2 separate regions of the Mus musculus genome follow, and region 1 is linked to region 2. A link is a contact called in public promoter capture Hi-C data. All regions are on one chromosome and are shown on one strand. The core of a region is the stretch at or near the end of the contact, and the rest is flanking DNA. Distances in the headings are between cores, read along the strand shown. Region 1 holds the start of Aaas (achalasia, adrenocortical insufficiency, alacrimia). Region 2 holds the start of AU021063 (expressed sequence AU021063).

Region 1 (6,953 bases), core at 1,055-3,554, 1.1 Mb after region 2:
TAAAATAAAAATTAAAAAAAAGAAAGAAAGAAAGAAAGAAAGAAAGAAAGAAAGAAAGAAAGAAAGCAAGCTACTTAAGGACTCCTCAGAATAAAAGGTGAAGTAGCCTGAACTCTCAGGATATAAAAGAGAGAAGTTTGAGAAACTTAGGGAGCAGAATACATAGAATGGAGGAATAATTAAGATATCAGTGGGCTGGAGAGATGGCTCAGCGGTTAAGAGCACTGACTGTTCTTCCAAAGGTCCTGAGTTCAAATCCCAGCAACCACATGGTGGCTTACAACCATCTGTAATGACATCTGAAGCCCTCTACTGTGTCTGAAGACAGCTACTGGGTACTTAAATATAAATAATAAATAAATTTTTTTTTAAAAAAGATATCAGTAAGGCTGAGTAATATTTTGAGAAACAGCAAGTAGTAATTATATCAACAAATACATCTATAACATACCAGGCACTGGGCTAGGTGCTTCCATAGGCAATTTAACCATCACCACAATACCACTGCCCAGTTTCTGTTTTGTTTGCTTTTGGTTTGGTTGGTTGGTTTTGAGATAGTCTCATGAAGTCCAGGCTAGCCTCAATTTTGCAATGTAGCCAAGAATAGCCACGTGCTTTTGCTCCTCCTGCCTAGTGTGAGATTACAGACATGTACCAATCATACCTAGTTTTACATGGTGCTAGTTACTGATCTTAGGGCTTCCTGCATGCCAGGCAAGCACTCTGCCAACTGAGCTATACCCCAAGTCCTGTATGTAAAATTTGGATAAAAGGCTATTTGACAACAACTCACAAAGTAACAAGCAAACTCATGAACCCAGGAACATAATTGCCAGGGATTCGTTTTTTTTTTGTTTGTTTGTTTTTTCAAGACAGGGTTTCTCTGTGTAGCCCTGGCTGTCCTGGAACTCACTCTGTAGACCAGGCTGGCCTCGAACTCAGAAATCCGCCCGCCTCTGCCTCCGGAGTGCTGGGATTAAAGGCGTGAGCCACCACGCCCGGCACCAGGGATTCTTTTTACAGATAATGGCAATGATAATAATGGGGATGGCAAACACATCAAGGGATTAATGTGCCAGGAAATGCTTCTATGTGCTTTGTATCTATTTAGTCACCATGGTTTAAAGGGGTTTGGCTTTAGGACAGAGTAATTATGTAACTTTTCCAAACGTACAGTTAAAAAAAAAAAAGATAGCACAGCTTTAATTCTTACATGTCCTACATATTAACGAATCAATTCAACCTTTTCCTAACTTTCCTGAGCTTCAGATAAAAGCAAATGAGGTCGGTGCTGAGAGCAGGTTTGTAAAATCAAGCCAAGCTATTAGGGATAAATGAGGTTTCTGGTACACCCTTGAGTTTTACAATAAAAATGGATCACCTAATATGATTTGTGGTAATATGAAGACACAGACTGCAATAAGCAGCCATTCAAGAGCTGCCCAAAGCAGGCTCGGTAGACCATGGCCTATTTAAGCCACTGTTTGCTATGCCTCACCAAACATTGATGCATCTCTTCCACACTTGCTCACGGTGATGGATGAAGGCAGTTCTTGTACCATGGTCCAGCCTCCCTGGGGCTTTTAGGGGATCCTTGGTCAGGTGTAGGACAGGAAGATTGATCCACTATACCTCAGAAGAGAGGGAGGCAGTCAGTCTCTTCCCCAAATCTTAACAGAACTCCTTGCCATCTCCAACCTATGGCATAAGAGATTCCACGGCCCCATTTCCCATACCCACAAATGTAACACTTGTGGGACAGAAAATTTTCAGTCCTCATCTGCAAACCACAATCGTTTTTCACAGGGTTGACACTAGAGAAGACCTGATGGACGGCATCCATCATCTTCTCTACCCCTCCTAGAACCTCCTCACATGCCTTGGCATGCCTAACTGGGTAACACAGGCCCTAAAATATATTTCGTTCTCTCCAGTCTCCTGTGGGAGTCATGCCGTTCCCAATCACTTGTGAGCGAGCCCCGCCGCGTCGCCTCTATTCCCACTTTCCGCATCCCCACCGCAGCGTTCCCACCCGGACCACCTGGCCCCGAAAGTCGGGAGGCGGGCTCTCATAGCTGTTGCCGGTCACCAGCTCGTTATTGTGCTCATACAGGGTGACTTGACCTCTAGGCGGCGGCGGGGGGAACAACCCCAGGGAGCACATCTTGCCAGTCCGGAGAGCGTCTGGAATCGACAGGCTCCCGGCTGGTGACGACTGCGCTCCCCGGAATCTTAGTTCCCGGGCTAGATTCGTGTGAGGACGGGTAGCCGTACAGGACAAACGACTGCGCGAAGCTGAACGGAAGTGCAAGGAAGAAAGTTCCGAGTCGGGTTTCGGGACGGACTTCCGGGACTTCCTGGCGCGCCCCCTTGCGTACGGAGCGGGCACGACGCTGACACGTCCGAGGACCGACCTGTGGCGTAAGGAGCGCCGCGGTTTGGTTTTGGTTTGTTTCCTGTAAGACTACTGTTTTTTCCAACTCTGAATCCCCAGCAGCGTCTCCCACTCACTTACTTAGTACGGAAAAAGCCCAAAATAAGCCAGGTTTAGGAAAGTACCTAATTAAACTCTCCAACCCCCGTAAATATCCTTGAGGAATATACAGACGATGTCATCCTACCAGTGAGCTTTCCCCGCCCCCCCACCTCCAAAAAAAAAACAAAAAAGACTTTAGAGGACAGTCAGAACGGACTTCACAGGGTAAGGCGTCCTGAAAGAGAGAGACGGACACTGGAAGGACAGTAACTTTTCCCGAGTATATCACTAACAAACGCTTCTATAATCCTTACAATAACCCCAAAAGTGCACCGTTGAACTACCAGTAGCAAAATGACACAGATTGGACCAAAATACACACAAACCAGACATTGGTGGGGCATATTGGCCCAAGGCTGTAATGCCTACAGGATGTGGACAAGAATAAAAGGTTAGTGTAGACTGCGTAGCAAGCCCCTGCCTCCAAATACCGTTGACTCCGATCTGTAATCCCAGCATTGGGAGGTACAGGCAGGAGGATCACTGAATGTCCACTCCATAGTTCTCTTCCAACTTGAGATACATACCACCCTGACTTTGTCTTATTTAGGCTTTGTTGTTTGTTTGTTTGTTTGTTTTAAGATTTGTTTTATTTATATGAGTACACTCTCATGGTTTTCAGACACACCAGAAGAGGGTATCTGATTCCATTACAGATGGTTGTGAGCCACCATGTGGTTGCTGGGAATTGAACTCAGGACTTCTAGAAGAGCAGTCAGTGCTCTTAACTGCTGAGCCATCTCTCCAGCCCTAGGCTTTATTTTGAGGCAGGGTATGGCTATGTTGCTCTGGCTAGCACGGAACTTGCTATGTAGACATGACTGACCTTGAATTCATAGAGATTCATACCTCTATCTCCCAAGAGTGCTGAGATTAAAGATCTACCACCATGCTCTCCTGAGACCTTTTCTGAAACTGAAGGGGTTGGGGGGGGGGCTAGAACTACAGAGAGATGTTTAGATGGTTTAATTCTAACTTAATTCAATTGTGAGCTCAAAATCTGAATAGACAAATGGGAGGGAAGTGTGGGATGGTGAGACTCACAGGAACGGTATTAGCCTTTCCCTGCTATTGCTATCTCTCTGCTTCCTGGCCATTATGAATAAGCAAACTCTTCCACCTGCTCCTGAATCTATGATGCTCTGCCTCACCTGACACCCAAAGAAATGGACTCACCTAGCCTTTAATTGAAACTGACTCTGAGCCTGACCCTCCTCCTCGAGAGCACTTTTGTCACTGGGCATGGTGGTGCATGCACACCTGTAGTACTATACAGGGAGTATAAGGGGCTTTTAAAAATATTTTTTTAATTTGTGTTTTGCCTGTATGCACCTATGTGCACCACATGCATGCAGTGTCCACAGCAGCCAGTAAAGGGCGCTGGACTCCCCTGGAACAGGAGTTACAGATGGTTCTGAATCATCATGTAGATTTGGGGAACAGAACCAGGATCCTCTGCAAGAACAGTAACTGCTCTTAGCCACTGAGCCATCTCTCTGGCCCCCAAATAACTTTTTGCTTTGTTTTGTTTTTCAATAGAAGGATTCTCTGTGTAGCCCTGTCTGTCCTAGAATTCACTCCATAGGTACCCCAGTCTGGCCTCAAAACTCAGAGTTCCATCTTCCTCTGCCTCCCAAGTACAGGGATTAAAGGTGCCACCACTGCCACCATCACCTGGCTCTTAGTTTGGTTTTCATTTCCCAATAAATTAACTCTTTAAAAAGAAAAACTAAACGTATTAGCCTGGCCTAATGGTACATGCTTTTAGTCCCAGCACTCAGGAAGCCGAAATGGGTGGATCACTGTGAATTCAGAGCTATCCTGGTCTAACATAGGAAGCTACAGGCCAGTCAGGGATATATAGTGAGATGGTGTCTCAAAAACAAACAAACAAGCACAAACCACACTATGTCTAGAGACACAAATTCAGGGACATCCTCTGAAGCATAGTTCACACTATGTCTCAGCTACATAAGATCTTGTCTTTAAAAAGAAATGTGGAAGATGGACCTAAAACTGGAGCGTAAAGAATGGGAGGTGTGGCAATTATGCACTTGATTAATTTTAGTTTTGTATTTTTGAGACAGGCTGAGGGTGACTTCTAATTTGCCGGAATCCTCCTGCCTCATCTCCTGAGTGCTGAGAATTACAAACAGTGGTGAATAGTTAACCTCGATTGTCATTCATCTGGTACACAGCGAACCTGAGAGACTAGGCCTGTCTGAAAAAAAGAAAAAAGAAAAGAAAGGGAAAGAGAGAGAGAGAGAGAGAGAGAGAGAGAGAGAGAGAGAGAGGAAGGAAGGAATGAAGGAAGAAAGGAAGGAAGGGAGGGAGGGAGGGAGGGAGGGAGGAAGGAAGGAAGGAAGGAAGGAAGAACTCAAAGCTGTATGTAGGCTCAGGCCCCACACCCCCAGTCTCACTGAAGAATGTGGGTTTTTTTGGTGGGTTTTTTTTTTTTTTTTTTTTTGGTTTTTTCGAGACAGGGTTTCTCTGTGTAGCCCTGGCTGTCCTGGAACTCACTTTGTAGACCAGGCTGGCCTCGAACTCAGAAATCCTCCTGCCTCTGCCTCCCAAGTGCTGGGATTAAAGGTGTGTGCCACCATGCCCGGCCTCACTGAAGAATGTAAGGGCAATGGCAGAAATAGTTTCTTGTGCCCTGAACTTCTGTGTCTGCCTCTCCTTTCTATCTAGAAGGACCTTACAGAGAAGCTCCCAGGTCAGAAGACAGAGACATCCGGACGAAGCCTGCAGGTTCTCTTCATCTGAGGTGAGGTTGGCCTCAATTTCCCTTTGCTCTGTTTCGCTGAGCTGGGTCTCCCTGTGCTGCCCTGGAGCTTGCTGTGGTTGTTCTCTGTGTCCTGCGTGCTGGAAGCAAACCCTCCACGCTGGACTTGCCTGTAATCTCTTATCCCTCGAATGTTAAGGAATGCCCGAGTCACCTGAGATTTTTCTCTCTCTCTTTTTAAAATTTTTCATAAATTTGCTGGTGAAGCTAAAGAGGCGGCTCAGCAGTTCAGAGCAGTTGATGCTCTTCCAGGGGGCCCTAGTTTTGTTCCCAGGATTTACATCAGGCAACTTTCAGAGTATTCATCACATAAAATAAAAGGAAATGAATCTTTTAAAGACTTTTTCAGGCATGGTAGCACACGCCCTTTATCCTAATACTCAAGAGGCAGAGGCAGGGGGATTTTTTTACCACTAGGGGTCAGCTTCATGTACATATCCAGTTTCAGGATAAGTCATGGCTGCATAGAGAGATCATGTCTCCCCCCCCCCCAAAAAAAAGAAAGCATTTATTTTATTTTTAAAGAGTTATTTATTTTATGTATGTGAGTACACTGTAGCTGTCTTCAGACACACCAGAAGAGGGCATCAGATCCCATTACAGATGGTTGTGAGCCACCATGTGGTTGCTAGGAATTGAACTCAAGACCTTTGGAAGAGCAGTCAAGTGCTCTTAACCTTTAACCACTGAGCCATCTCCCCAGCCCCTTATTATTTTTTCTTTTATGTGTATGAATTTGCTTTTATGCAGAAATGGTTTAGGATCCCCTGAAACTAGAGTTATGGTTAGCCTTCTCATGGGTTCCAGGAATGGAAACTGAGTCCTCTGCACCAGTTGTAAGAACTCTTAACCAGTGCACTATCTCTCCGTCGCTTGAATTTAAAAATAAAAATAAAAAATAAAAGCAGATTCTAGGTTCTCAAAATTATAGTTCCAGAGAATCATCAGAGATAATAACTTTGTTCAGTCTCTGAAAAAAAAATTTTAATATGTAGCCCAGGCCAATATGGTAGGATTACAAGCGTGCATCTTGTTTTAAGTTTAACCAAGAGCTAACCTTTTCTTATTAGCCAGGCTGACTTGATAAATTCTCTATTATCTGAGAACAACTGGCAGACTAGGAAAGGTCTTTGAGAAAAAGAGGATCGGGCAGGCTTGAAGAAAAGAAATAGCCAGCCAGATGACAGGAAAGTGTTGAAGCTGGTTTTTATTTGAATCTCGATCACCGTCCATCCCTAACTCCAAGACATCATTCCTGCCTGCATCGGATGAAGCTCCCCACCCCTCGTCATCCTCGGGTATGTGTCTGCTAAGTTTGTGATTCAACCTTTAAAGCGCCCTGGAGTAAAGCCACAGTGCCATTCTGTCCTGGCTCGGCCTCTTTCAAGCACTGTCCTCCTCTTCCATACTGCTAACTTAACACTTTTTAAAATGGCTTTTGCGGGTTCTAGAGAGGCCAACGTCCAGGCTTAGCACAGCCCCCCACTAACTGCACTAGAGGGCGCGATGGCCCGGGCGACGCAGCGACTACAGCCCAATGGCACCCACCCCCAGGGCTCCGAGCATTTTGCTTTAGGTTTACCACCGCCCCTCCTGAGACCTGAGCGAGCAAACTCAGGCAGCGCTCCAGTC
Region 2 (6,645 bases), core at 2,812-5,311:
ATTCAAAAACAAGTGCATGAAAAGATCAGGGGATGTGGGATGTGTGGCCAGGACTGAAATATGCGCATGTATGAAGTTGTCAAGATGAAATTAAAAAAAAAAAAAAAAACCCATTCAGAGTACTACCATGCCCAGGGTACAACCTATAATTCCAGTACTTCAGAGGCTGAGACAATTTGAAGCCAGCCTGTCTCTGAAAACAAGGGTGCCCTGCTGGCTGTCATATATCTTCAGTCCCAGAACTTAGTTCTGTGAGTTTGAGGCCAACCTTGTCTACATATACTACAGCTGGAAACTGTAACATCCCGTTTCAGGGGCTACACTGTCCTTTCTGGCCTCTGTGGGTGCCAGGCATGCAACTGCATACATGTAGTCAAAACACTCATTAAAGTGAAAGTAAGTCTTGACAACAACAACAACAATCCAAAGAGTTTTGGCCATGTTAAGGAAGCCAACAATATAAGGAGAGAAATCAACTGGAGCTTTTCCCAAGCTTAGAAGTCACAACTTCTGGGGCTGGGGTGGGGACAGGGTACAGAAATGGCAGCTATGTAGTACTAATGTGTTACCTCTGCTGGGACAACTCTCTCTGACTATGCTGCTATTCAGTAATTTTCCCTCTTCTGTTATTATCCAAACTTTTCTTAATAGCTAGTATACTGTACCCTAAGTTAAAGCCTTCTGCAGCTGAGACTATAGTTGAGTTGGCAGTGCTTAGCAGGCATGCATTTCAATCCCCAACTCTGTATAACACTGGGTATTATATACGGTATTATATACTGGGTATTATATACGGTATTATTATATACGGTATTATTATATACGGTATTATATACGTCTCAGCAAAGAGGTGGGAGAATCAGAAGTTCAGGGTTATCTTTGGCTATACTTCAAGGCCAGCCTGTGGTACATGAGGCCATTCCTCTAGAAACCAGAAACCATAGCTGGGAGGTGATGGTGCAGAGGCGGGCAGATCTATGAGGTTTTGTTTTTGTTTTAAGATTTATTTGTTTGTTTGTTTGTTTATTTATTTTATGTAAGTACACTGTAGCTGTCCTCAGACACTCCAGAAGAGGGAGTCAGATCTCGTTACGGATGGTTGTGAGCCACCACGTGGTTGCTGGGATTTGAACTCCTGACCTTCCAAAGAGCAGTCAGGTGCTCTTACCCGCTGAGCCATCTCACCAGCCCCGATCTATGAGTTTTAAGGCCAGCCTGGTCTACAGAGTGAGTTTTAGGACAACAAGGGCTACACAAAGAGACCCTGTCTTAAAACAAAACAAAAATAAAAACAGGAAAGACACACACACACACACACACAGAGAGAGAGAGAGAGAGAGAGAGAGAGAGAGAGAGAGAGAGAGAGAGATTGAGAACTAACTAAAAACACTGAAACCATTCAACAGAAACCTTTTCTCTTCATATAGGGCAATGCCATTGAAAGGTGTTTTAGGTCATTTCTGTTGCCAACCCATCTGGACCAGGTAGCCACACCTTTAATCTCAGCATCTTTTTCTGGGCAGAGATGGGCAGATCTCTGAGTTCAAGACCAGCCTGGCTTACATAGTGAGTTTCAGGTGAGCCAAGGCTACACAGTGAGACTCCATCTCAAACAAAACAAACAAGAAAAGTCCAAGCTATGGTAAGAACACTATCCCTAAAACATGTGAGTCCCTGGGTTCAGGCCTTGTGATGGTTTGAATATGCTTGGCCCAGGGAGTGGGACTATTAGGAGGTGTGGCCTTGTTGGAGTAGGTGTGTCACTATGAGTGCGATCTTTAAGCCCCTCACCGTAGCTGCCTGGAAGTCAGTCTTCCACTAGCAGCCTTCAGATGAAGCTGTAGAACTCTCAGCTCTGTCTATACCATGCCTGCCTGGATGCTGCCATGCTCCTACCTTGATAATGGACTGAACCTCTGAACCTGTAAGCCAGCCCCAACTAAAGTTGTCCTTTATAAGACTTGCCTTGGTCATGGTGTCTGTTCACAGCACTAAAACCCTAAGACAGTCTTCATGGTAAGGATGGGAAGATATTCTTAGCCTGGATTTTTGTTTGTTGGAGATTTTTTGTTTGTTGGAGATTTTTTGTTTGTTTTTGTTTGGTTTGTTTTGTTTTTTGAGATCGGGTCTCAATATGTAGCCAAGGCTAGCCTCTACAAACTCATAAAGATCCACCTATCTTGGCTTCCCAAGTGCTGAGATTAAAGGCTTGCACCACCACTCTCATGGATAATTTATAAACACAAACTTTTAGCTAACATTTCTAGGGATTGAAAAGCTGAAGATCAAGAGGCCGACAGCGTCAGTGTTTACAGAGAGCTTGGTCCTGGAAGATGGTGCTTTTCCCGTTCTGGCAGGAAGGGAAACAGGCTCCCGGGAGACTCTTTTATAAGAGTACTTGTCTTAGAGTTTCTATGGCTGTGATGAGACACCATGACCAAAGCATGGTGGGGAGGAAAGGGTTAACTTGTCTTACACTTCCTCAGCGCTGGTCATTTTCGAAGGAAGTCAGGACAGGGACACAAACAGGGCAGGAACCTGGAGTCATGAGCTGATGCAGAGGTCATGGAGGGTGCTGCTTAATGGATTGCTCCTGGCTTGCTCAGCCTGCTCTCTTATAGAACCCAGAATCACCAGCCCAAGGATAGCACCACCCACAAAGGGCTGGACCCTCCCCCATCATTCAATAATTAAGAAAACGCCCTATGGCCAGATCCTATGGGGGCATTGTTTGATTGTTTGCTTGCTTGCTTGTTTTTTGAGACAGGGTTTCTCTGTGTAGCTCTGGTTATCCTGGAACATGCTCTGTAGAGCCGGCCTTAAACTCAGAGATCCACCTGCCTCTGCCTCCTGAGTGCAGGGACTAAAGTCACACACTGCCACCACCACCAGGCTTGGAGGCATTTTCTCAACAGACACTCCCTTTTTTTCAGATAAGTCCAGTCTGTGTCAAGTTGACACAAAACTGCCCAGCACAGTGCTTGTTCCATTCACAAGGACAGAGCCCTCCTGACTGAATGAATCACCAATCCTCCTAAACCCTCCACCACTTAGTATCACAGTGAGGGCTGAGTCTGTGGGACACCGGCTTCCACACTACAGCTGATTGTAAGCAGGGGCGTGATGTGGCCCTGCTTGTCTGTAGGGAGGCACTTTCTGTGGTAGCAGACCATTAGAACTGTGAGGAGAGACACAGCCAGTGGGGCAGGAGACAGGTTCAGGCACGATCAGACAGCCATGCAGAAAGGGGATGCTGACTTCTGTCTGAAGTCAGTGGCAGAGAGAGCCATGGCCAGGGGCGGGGGTGGGGGGTTGTTCTAGCATGAGCATTTTGGGGTTTGGGTAGCCTGATACACAATGCTGCCCACCACCACCACCCAAAAAGCCAGGGATTAGACGCTGAGCAGGTGTTCATTTGCCAACAGGGAAGAGGTCTGTGGAGTTCCTGCCCTAAGAGCTTCCATCTTCTGCATTTCTCCTGCTAAAGTGAGAGGTGAGGAAATATGTATTCCATGTCTCATGAGTGACGTGTTGCTGCTCTGAGGAAAACCAGACTGAGTGTCCCTTCCTTCTGTCACTCCAACCTGGCCATTCGAGAGGCAGATGCTTGGCCTCTGGATGGGACTAGACCAGGAGACACCCATATCCAACACAAACTGTCCTATCTACCTGGCTCCTACCTACAGACCTCCTGGGAGTCAGATCTCTGAACTGTACTGGATCAGACCTGCTAGAACTCTCCCGCAGCAGGGCCCCAGCACCAACACAACACTGTACCGCGAGAACGCTGTTAGGCAATAGGAGTCATTAAGAAAACAAGCATTCCCTGCCCAGCCAGCTGCCCACCGGCTGTTCTATACCTCCTGCAAGCAGTGATGTCATGCAGCTGAGGCCCAGCCCATCATTCCTGGTGTACCAGAGAGCCAGCTGAGCCCCAGGCCCTCTCTTGCTGCTAACTCCCCTCCCCATCCCCTCCCCTCCCCCCTCCCACACAGAAGCAGAGGCGGCATCCATAGAGCTATTTATTCATCCTTGCTAGTTCTGTGCCCTGAAGTAACTGACTCACTGGGACTCTACAGCGTCTGAACTTTCGCAGCTCTAGTGCTCCAACTTTCCGAGGGTTCCCCAGAACTTAAGCAGGTCTGTGGGGTCACAGGGAATTGTGGATTGGTGGGAGACTTGGCAAGGGGTTGTCCTTAAAGAAGTGAGAAGGGGCTTTGTCCGTTAGACAGCCTCTACTAATCCCATGCTACCCAGGTCTCCCCTCCCCCCACCCTTAAACCCCATCTTAGGATGGAGCAGCTGGAGCCAAAGAACTGGGAAACATGAACTCCCTGGGAACAAGACACCTGCTTCGACATAAGTTGCAGACGAAGTATAGATTTCTCAGGAGCAGATCCACAGGGGATTTGCTAAGAGGCATGAGGAGGTAAGGGACATTCTGGAGAGGCAGGAGGCCTGGGTAAGGCTAATTGGAGGAGGGGAACAGATGCTAGGCAAGGGGCGTGGCATAAGAGGAGGTGGGGCAGAGAAGGCTGAGCTCTGGAGCCGTGCTGTGGAGTACTTTTAACCGGCAGCATCTCCCTCCTCACAACTTCCTCAGTGTGAACTCAGTTACCAGCTCACTACAGATCCTCCTGGAGGAACAAATGCTGTATGGGATCCCAAAATATGGCAAGGTTTCCAGGTGGCGCCGAGCACCAGACGGCTTTGAGTCTGGAGATAGTTCCACCACAAGGCTCACGACCAGCAGAGGGTGCCACCATCCCACAGGGAGGCACCCAGGACTCTCCAATCCTCCCTGGAGAAACTGTGGAACCGCAGAGGAATCAGGCAGTCCGCTCCCCAGCTGCCAGCTGCTGAATTAGCAGTCTTTGTCAAGAGTCCTGGGTTCCTAAATCCATTCCGGGGCAGTCTTTCCCTCTCTGACTGCTGTCTCAGGCAGGAGGGCTTGGACCACACACGTCTTTTCCAGAACATGAGGCCTCTTCCAGCTCTGAAATCCTAAGATTTGAGAAAATCATGCCAAGGACTTAGAGAAATTGCCTTTTCTGGGCTCACACTTGCTCTGGGTTTTCTAGCACCTTCTTGCTTAGGTGAGAACTTCAGCTCCCTGTGGTGGCTTCTCACCTGGAGGCAAGAGGCAATCGGACCTGCACAAACTGGGGTTGTGGGGGAAGAGGTGTTTACCTCTAATCAGCACAAAGGACTTCTGTCAACAGGGCTGTTAGATACGCATTCACTAATCCTCCAGAGTAGGCAGGTGGCACCTTCATAGGTGGCACAGGATCTCGTTGGGGGTGTGTGGGGGGAGGGTCCTTTCGTGGATAAGAACTAGAATGAACGCAATACAAACTTTTCTGTCTTCTACCTTCGTAACTCCCCACCCCCTCCCCCACTACAGATGCCGTCTGTCAGGCAACAGACGGTCCAGGGGTCCATCTGTGTTAATGCTCTCAATAAGAGTCCCATGTTTCTCCACTGACTCTCCCTTGGCCCCTCAACCGATGGCCACTTGGTGGTTAAATCAGGGAGAGAAGCATTAAGGGAGACATCTTAGCTAACATAGTCCCTAAGCCACCCTTCCCACTTATACTTCTTGTGTAGTGAGGGCACAGGGGCCTGGGTGAGAGTAGGGGGCTGGAGGAGGGGAGGCAAGACACAAGGAGACAGCCAGACTGATGAACGGGTAGAAGAAAGTCTTTTCTGGCCTCTGAGATATGGCCTTCTGGCCTCTGCTCCCCCATGGTATGGGTCTTACACAGCACATGTACAGCATGCAACCGGCTCCCAGACCAAACACCTCTGTCACACCAGTGCCTAGCCAGCCCCTGGCACAGAGTCGGGCTCAACCTCACGATGAAGCATTGAAGTCAGCATCACAGAGTAAGGCAGAAGTTCCAGAATGGGGCTGCCTTGTTTGGACTGTCAACTTGGTCACTGAGCAACCCTCCTAGCAAGGTGCTTTCTGTCTGGGTTTCAGTTTCCCCCTCTGGGAGGGATGATAATGGTACCTGTTTCATAAGGTTTGTAATGATGTATGTAAAGAGCACGCGTGGTGTCTCATGTCCGAATGTGGAGCCCCAGGCTCCGTCTGTGGTGGCTAGACAACCAACTGCTTCCCTCTTTTGCTTCTTATTTGGGCGCCACTGACGACAGACTTGGGCTGTGGGTCATCCCCGCCTCTCCCACAGCCTGGCAGCCATGGTAACAAAGAGCTTGAGGGATGGTATCTAAGACAGGACTAGAGAAAGGCTCAGCGCCGGTCATGCCCCAACTCCGAGGATCTACTCACCTACTCTGGGCATATTCCAAACCCCAGGTGAGGAACGAGAGCCTTAACTCCAGCATCCAGAGTGGAGAGGTGATTTCAAGCCTTGGGGTGGCCCCAGTAGGGCTCGGATTTAAACCTGCTTGCAGGTTTCCACAGCTTCCCTTTCTCCTAGCCCTGGGAAAGGAAGGCTGCTTTAGTTATCTCTTCTACCATGCAGGTGGGAAGATGGACCCCTTAGCCCCTCACTCCCCGGGAGCTTCCACTGGGTGAATTCAGAGGTGTACCTCTCTCCCAGTTCCTTCTTCAGAAACCCCAACCCTCCCCTGCGCAGCCCCGGCCTCCCCCTCTCCAGTCTAGGGCTTCCTGCAGTC

The links. Promoter capture Hi-C pulls out the DNA fragments that hold promoters and counts their contacts.
Region 1: a promoter capture Hi-C map of pre-B cells shows a contact between it and region 2, with 2.5 times the contacts expected there. The contact joins the promoter of Aaas here to the promoter of AU021063 in region 2. A contact is called at or near these places in 6 of 39 promoter capture datasets (the C10 cell line, hippocampal neurons, liver and 2 more), 1 of 115 datasets of contacts at active chromatin or transcription factors (pancreatic cancer cells) and 1 of 9 other capture datasets (liver).

The regions. Positions count from the first base shown.
Region 1 is chr15:102,348,455-102,355,407 of GRCm38.p6, forward strand. Aaas (achalasia, adrenocortical insufficiency, alacrimia) reads right to left here and starts at 2,305. Exons shown (of 16, transcript NM_153416.2): 1 at 2,042-2,305; 2 at 1,499-1,626. The coding sequence starts at 2,164. Gm36246 (predicted gene, 36246) reads left to right here and starts at 2,373. Exons shown (of 3, transcript NR_155425.1): 1 at 2,373-2,458; 2 at 5,228-5,303; 3 at 6,396-6,685.
Region 2 is chr15:101,217,186-101,223,830 of GRCm38.p6, forward strand. It overlaps AU021063 (expressed sequence AU021063), which reads left to right and starts at 4,062. Exons shown (of 3, transcript NR_045996.1): 1 at 4,062-4,140; 2 at 4,293-4,429; 3 at 4,604-4,970. It overlaps A330009N23Rik (RIKEN cDNA A330009N23 gene), which reads right to left. Exons shown (of 3, transcript NR_045328.1): 2 at 6,296-6,448; 3 at 4,006-5,004.